2 separate regions of the Mus musculus genome follow, and region 1 is linked to region 2. Evidence: chromatin contacts called from public ChIA-PET data. All regions are on one chromosome and are shown on one strand. The core of a region is the stretch at or near the end of the contact, and the rest is flanking DNA. Distances in the headings are between cores, read along the strand shown.

Evidence for each region. ChIA-PET counts read pairs in DNA pulled down with a chosen protein or histone mark.
Region 1: an RNA polymerase II ChIA-PET map of memory CD8 T cells shows a contact between it and region 2, with 5 read pairs. The contact joins two enhancer-like sites. A contact is called at or near these places in 1 of 484 Hi-C or Micro-C datasets (muscle stem cells) and 3 of 115 datasets of contacts at active chromatin or transcription factors (embryonic stem cells, heart atrium and memory CD8 T cells).

What each region holds. Positions count from the first base shown.
Region 1 is chr1:39,279,618-39,283,104 of GRCm38.p6, forward strand. The region is part of intron 2 of Npas2 (neuronal PAS domain protein 2); the gene reads left to right. It also overlaps the pseudogene Gm17904. Among named protein-coding and RNA genes, the nearest start is that of Rpl31, 86 kb to the right of the region's middle. Within about 2 kb of position 1,529, at least 88 of the 459 cell types and tissues checked have an H3K27ac peak or open chromatin away from gene starts, as enhancers often do. A contact at or near this core is called in memory CD8 T cells, where this site is marked.
Region 2 is chr1:39,096,139-39,099,989 of GRCm38.p6, forward strand. No RefSeq gene overlaps it. Among named protein-coding and RNA genes, the nearest start is that of Gm35222, 71 kb to the left of the region's middle. Within about 2 kb of position 1,688, at least 18 of the 459 cell types and tissues checked have an H3K27ac peak or open chromatin away from gene starts, as enhancers often do. A contact at or near this core is called in memory CD8 T cells, where this site is marked.

The DNA of each region.
Region 1 (3,487 bases), core at 279-2,778, 180 kb after region 2:
TGCTCAGAGGCCTCACCCTGGTCCTGCCTGGGATGGTGGTTCCTGGAGCAAACCCAGGTACCAGGGCAAACTTATCCATCAGAACTCAGCCAGAAGATGAGAGTCATCCACCCCAGACACAATCGCAATGAGCGGCGGTCAGGGTTTCCATAACCCTCTGGTATTTGCATTACAGCTCACCAGGTGGGTGCTGCTTCATTCCACTTAGCCAAGAAGTAGCCAGACTCATCCCAGAGCCTGATGACTTCATCCCATAATGCACCAGGTGCTACCCCATTGCCTGAAGCAGGTCACCAACTCTCCTTGGCATCAGCAAAAGCCTGCTTATGCTGTGTGTGACGCTCTGAGGCCAGATAAGGCACATCAGAGACCTCAACAACCTGCCATGTGCTATGCTGTTCTCCAGCTGTGAGCTCTCTTTCTTGTACATCTTGATGAAGTGACTACAGTTGGAGTAAATGTGCCTTCTAGGTCCTGATCTTCAATATGGACCCCTGAAACAAAATCAGTTCCTCTGGCTTTTAGGGGTTAATCACTTGGCCCCCTTGACTCTTCTCTTGATATTAGCTTTTCTGCACAGGGCAACAGCCACAACATCACCCTGGAGTTCTGTGTGAGGTCTCCCACTCATACAAACTTCTAATGCCTAGCTGGGTGCCTAGTGGCTTTTTCTTCATCAATCTGTGACAACATTTACATTGCTTTCTTCCATTCACATCTGTCTTGGTCTTGAGATGACCTAACAAGTACTTAAACAATGTAGACAAACGTAGTACTAGTCTAATGTAAAGACCACCCTGGTCTTTACATTATAACTGTGGGTGTGTCTGAGATCTGAAGACCTGTCTCAGGCCTGGCAATAGGCACGGGAGTGCTAGTCTGGCTTAGTGCCCTCTGTAAAGGTCTTGGCCATCTGGATATCTTTTGGATTGGAGGCTCCGTTCTGTGTTATCCATAAGCCTAAATTTAAAAATAATCAGCAGTGTTCTCTGGAACAGAAATCTCTTCGTCCTGTCAGCCAGCCCAGTGTTGCTGCCACACCGCTTGTGGCCCTGGAAGCCCTAGATTCTCGGGCTGTGGAATCAAAAGCTAATCGCTGCTATTTTCAGGAAGCCTCATGACTTCTTCCTCAGTGTATGAGACTGAATGTTTAAAGATGAACTTTGCCTCGGCGGCTAACGCCTCTGACGGGTTCCTGTGTCCGAACATTCCAGGTAGGCAATGGGACTGACTTCATCAATACCTTCTTCTTCATGGCTAATCTGAAATGGGGAGAAGCTGGGCATGGTGTTTCCCTTCTTGGTGAAGATGGTAAAAATCCTTCCCAGTATGCATTGAACCTGAATTTAAAGCCATTCCTGTACTGCCCAAGCTGGGTAGACTCAGGTGTACATTTGCCTGGATTCCCAAACACGGGCAACAACCAGGACATACTCAACTCTCCCATAAATATAAATCTGCCTTGGAGTCACATGTGAAACCTTGTTTACCTTTTCGCCTCTTCCTCATTGCGCGACAGGGTGATGATATTTCCTGTTTCGAAGTGCTACAGTCTGGGGAGCCCTTTTCTCTTTCATCTCAGAAGCTTAAGAGGACTCTTGCCTTGTTACCACAAAATGCCTGGCAGTAGAGTCTTTAAGAAAAGGGTCCTTTTGCTTATGCTCCCCGAAGTCTGAGGGCATGATGGTAACATTGGCTTCCAGTAAGGACTTTATGGTAGGGTGAGTGAGTGAGTTCACATGAAAGAGAAGGGGGAGGGGCGGGAAAGCAGAGGGGAGAGAGAGACAGAGAGATATGATGATGAGAGAGCAAGACATGAAACAAGAGTAAATTAAGAAAACAAACTTGCTTCCTAACAACCTACTTAGTCTTAATCTTTTCCCAGGGTGAAAAACTAATAGTCTCTTATTAGTCCCCACCTCCTCAGAGTGCCACCACCTCTCCAAACTATCATATCAAGGCTCTTGTTATTAAGTGTTCTCAATCCGGAGCTCAGGACGAGCGAAGCGTTCGTTGCCTTGGTTCCTCTGGCTCGTTGCCAAGGCAGGACCCAGCAGTTCTGAAGGGACCTTGAGCCTCTGACTGGAAACAGACCCCTTGCTATTTGTGTCTCCATTTCCATGTCTAAGGAGCCACAGTGTGACTGGCCACTGACTTTCAGGGCAGGGAAAGACCATCCTAACTGTTTGAAGGAGATCAGGGAAATGCTAGCTGAACACCAACACCAATCATATTGACCGCAGCAACGGAAAGGCTACTCCTTGAGGCCCTGGGGCTGGCGTCCGACTCTGTTCTCCATTTTCTATGCTGTCCTGTCTCTAAGGGGAAAAGACTTGTGAGACGCTGTTTTCTGTAGAGTGTGGGTTTCATTCCTGTGGTATGAATGAAAACTAAGCCATCAGCATTAGTCACACTTGACTCTGGGCTCCCAGAATACTGGGTATGTGGCTTCTTAGAAGATGATGCCACGTGACTTGGGGAAGCTACAGCAAGGGGCAGGAGTGATGTCTAAGCCAGCCTGCATTGCAGCTGTCCCACTGTGTAATGGTGATAAGTCACATGGTCTCTTTCAGTGCTTTGGCTTCTTCACCTGGAAAACATATAAGAATGGTACCTACCTCATAGGACCATTGAAAGGATGAGAAAAGCAACATGGCCGGGTGCCACTTACTGACAGAAACAGACTCCCAGAAATGAATTATATGGTGATTTCTGTCTCTGCAAGCATCATAGACTATACCATACAAACTCAGATGACATGTCCTACTGCACACCCAGGCTAGTGTTGGAGGGGGGGGGGCTGCCTGTCTGTGTATCTGTGTGTATGTGTGTATGTGTGTGTGTAGTATATTTCTGTGTGTGTCTGTGTGTATGAATGTGTTTGTGCATGTATCTGTGCATGTGTGTGTGTGTGTGTGTGTGTGTGTGTGTGTGTGTGATATTCTACTACCCTTGGGACTACAATAAACAAAAAATATGAGGTGGAATCAAGCACAGGAGAAAATGATGTCATCAAGAAACTCCACAGAGTGTGAAGCTGTTGCTACTGACGTAACATGTGCACTGTTGTCTGTCAGCACACTCAGTAGTGGGGGTGTGAGCCTCCATGATCATTTACAATGTAGTGAGTACACAAGCCGATGACATCGCCAATTATGGTTTTCACCAGTATTAGTTCCTACACATGGTTATATGTGCTGTGCTTGTAGATGATTGAGTGCTCAGTAGGTGTGTTAACACCAGTGCACAGTAGGTGTGTCAACAACCAGTGTTGTCATACTCACACGAGTAATGCATTGAACTGTGATGTAAGATCAAAGCAACCATGATTTTCCTACTCTGTTAAGCTCTTACGTGCCCACGTTGAGTGTGTCTATTGTTCATGGAAACATTATGCAGCATGCAGCTGTATGTAAGGAACTACATAGAACCTCCTAGTCAGTATCCTGCAGATGAGGCCTAGGCAACCTTACTCAAACTCCCCAAG
Region 2 (3,851 bases), core at 438-2,937:
TTTTGATTAGGTTAACTGAATTGAGATGACATGTTTGTTGTGCATGGGACTCATCCCCAGGGCTGGGGTCCTAGGCTATGTGACATGAAGGAAGTCGGCTAAGCATCCATTGCTCTGCATTTCTGATCATGGCTGGCACGTGACTAGCTCCCTCAAGCTCCTGCTGTAGTGATCTCTCCACTTGGATGGACTCTAACCTTGGACTGAGAGCCAAAATGGACCCATTTCCTTTTTGTTAGGGTGCCTTACCACAGCACATGAAAAGACGCTAAGACGCCATGACTGAAGGAGACTGAAGGAGAAAGTCAGAAAGCCCTTTATGCTGTGTTCAGAGAGAGGTGAGCAAGAAGTGCACGTTCTTTCTGATCCAAGCGCTGTTCTAACTGACCATGGCCACAGTGTTCAGGTCAATCCCTCATCCAAAGAGCTTCTTGCATCTTAGCCTCACCCAAGCCTATGCCCGGTGCCTTCTGATTCCTAGAATCTCAAACCCCCTCAACTCCTGAGCACTGACTACAGGTCCATGGCCAAAAGCCAATACAACCCTTTGGAAATAGTTGCTGGGTGTGTGGGGAGAAGCCAGATCTAGATCCTCAGTCCTAAACCAGTAGAACATGACCCTCTGCAGCTGGGCAGGGACTCAGCATTTGACCACACTGTTCTTGTGCACACTGAAGACATTCCGGCCCTGAGCAAGGAACACAGAGATTAGTGCTGCCAAGCTGCCAAATTGTCCTCCACCCCCACCCCCACCCCTGCACAGGTAATATGGCAGGGGCTCTCAGATGAAAGGCAGGAAGGAAGGAAGGAAGTGTTGGGCTTTTGACTAGGTGATGTTTCAGAAGTTTCTGTTTCGAACACCCTGAATTTGGAGGGCTGAAAACAATGATTATTTTTGGCCTCGTTATCCTTCTCCTATTTAGTGGGTAATCATTGTCAGAAGAGTATTGACTCTTCCCTGGCCTAGCCTCATACAATAGTCTAAAAATAGGGCTTTGCCTCTGAGTTCTTGATGTTCTCATTCATATATATATATATATAGGTCCATTGTCCATTCTAGCTTGTCTGCGAACATCCATTTTGCTTTTCTATTTCCTAAAATAACCTCTCACATTCCTCTCTGAATGACTTCTCATTTTCCACATGAGCACAGAGGCCCTGTGCTGGTCAGAGCTGATCTGCTCCACCAACCAAGCCCTACTTCCTTGGGTTTTCTATTTCATCTCATGATCCAGAGGAACAACGCAGAACTAGAACCTTCTTGGCAAATGTCTCACTTGCAGATGTGAAAACATTCCCACCCTGCCCACTTTCAGAGTTAACCTAATCATAGAGACACTTAGAGGAACCTGTCTGGGATCTAAGTGTCACCTCTAAAAACGAGGCCCACGCCCCAGCTCTGAGATGGGAATTCATTGGAAGGGAGACTGCAGAGTGACTTCGCAGAAGGAACGTGCCAGGGAGGCGTATTGATTCAGTGTGAGCCCTGGAAATGGCATTCCTCTGCTGGATGCTGGGAAGTTCTCATGGGCAGACATATTGCAGCCTTGGCATGATAGCGGATCCTAACGCCCTAAATAGCACGGCTTCTTTTAAAAATCCCTCTGGCATCTGCCCACAGCACCCACACCCAGGAAATGGTGGGTGGGGTCTGTTTGCACCCACTGCGGTGAGCTAGAACAAGTTCACTCACTCAGGAGAGGAGTATCTTCGGAGGCAATGCTTGCAAAACACAGAAGGGCAGCTCTTCTGTGGAGCCATTCCATTCGCTTTGGCTTTCCCTTCTGTGGCTGAGGCCCTGCTGTGTCTACACATATGCTGCTGCCCAGGCCCACATGGTGAGGCATCCCCAGCCCCCACTAAAGCAAAGCCCCCTTCATCTGCTTGGCAGCAACACCTTCTAACCCTGCATCTGAAGGCCAACATGTCCTGGATCCACAGTGAGCTCACTGCAGGACCAAGACTTCCAGTTCTTTTGCAGCCACCTTGCCTAAGCCTGGTTTTCCTCTTCCTGCAGGGCTTCCCTGTGCTCATCGGGTTCTGGGGAGATGGACTCAGCAGGATATGGTTGACTCCATAATGGGGTTCTGTCATTCTGGGAAGCCCCAGTCAGTCCCATCAACCAAGACTAACATCTATTATCCAAAGGCTTTTCAGAGTCGCCCTTTTTGTGCATACTTGCCTATGCCATCTGTTGGACAGCTGCTCCTACACAAGGAAATTCATGAGCAGGAGAGATTTTTAAAAATCTAGCCTGGTACCGAAAGCAAATAGCTTATATAGAAGTCTTGTGTCCTCCCACTCTGTGGTTTACCTGGGAAAATGCACACCAACTTTCCAAAGACAGAGATACACACAATGATGTGAATGCCGACTCTCGTCTATGCAAGGCTATGGAAGACCCATGTGAAACCTTTGCTTTCTCATTCCTCATGAGTCAGTGAGCTGAGGAGGCCTCAGAAGTTTCTTCTGTCTTCTTTGGGGTGTCTCATGGCCCTAGAGTCAGGTTGCTGGGATGTCCTGGAGAGCTTCATCCACATATCACCATGTGTGGTTAAAAGGCTGGGGTAGTTGGCCTTCTCATTTGGTTCACCTGGTCACCCACACTGCTAATTTGGGCTCATTGTGGGTTGGTGGCCCATTCTGGAAACTGCCTGCAATTTATTCCTGCTGGGGGAGGGAAAATCAGTTTTCTCCAAAGTAATGTCATTGGGTTTATCAACCACACTGCAAGGTAGGCCCCATGCCCAGAAGTCATTGGCCAACACGGAGCAAGCATTCTTAGAGGGCAAGCTTCACCGTGACCCAGCCTCCCTCCAGCTGCCATCTCTCTGTGCTTTGGATGAGCCAAGGACACTCTAGAGCGCACCGGAAGGCAAGATTTCTTGAGCGGTTTCAAATGCAGCAGTCTATCACCAGCCATCATTCCACAGATCCACGCAGGGACAGCCAAGTCTGGTGCACATTAACTAGGGAAGCAGATTTTGGTGTTCCCTTTTCTCCGGGGGGAAACGAGGGCAGACATAGATCCACTTGTGGAAAAGATCTCACCAGCTCCCCAGGACAGGAACTTTCTCATTAGCACTCAGGGAAGTTTGAGCACATTTTTGCTCTGTTTTCTTTGCGTTTAGTGATGCTAAATAATATTTTATCTGAAGCCATCAGGAGCATTCGGAGTGGTATGGTTGTAGATGTAACATTTTAATGGGAAAATAACACACGCACACATCCCAATTTAGTGTTTGCTGTGTTTGCATCCCCGGATTTCATGGGTAGCACTTATTTTCACTCCCTCTGGCCCACATTCCTCCTCCTGCTTCCTGCTCTGGAAAAGGAGACTGCCAAGTTTGCAAATCAGAGCCTCGGTTACCGGGAAACATGGGTCCTCATCAGGAGCTGGTCCCACAAGCAAATGATCCAGGGAGCTCTCATCGCCTCCCTTGGCCACATGTGATGCCCTGTAACCATCCCTTAAAAAAGAAAGTGTGTGTGTGTGTGTGTGTGTGTGTGTGTGTGTGTGTGTGAGAGAGAGAGAGAGAGAGAGAGAGAGAGAGAGAGAGAGAGAGAGACTTAAATCAAATGGAGCGTTTGCTCTGCTCTCCCGCAGAACTGAAATCCTCGAAGAACGAGATGGAGAAAACTTATTTTTAAAAGTAAGAGTTAGGAATTCAAGACAAGCCATATATGAGCATTATGTAAAACAGCTTAAGAAAAACAAGGTGAGCCTAAGTTATTTTTTAAACCTTCTTCATATCCCTGAGAAGACAGTTTAGTTGGTAAAGCGCTTGCCATGCAAGCATGGGGACCTGGATTTAATACCTAGAAACCATGTTTTTTTTTTTTTTTTTTTT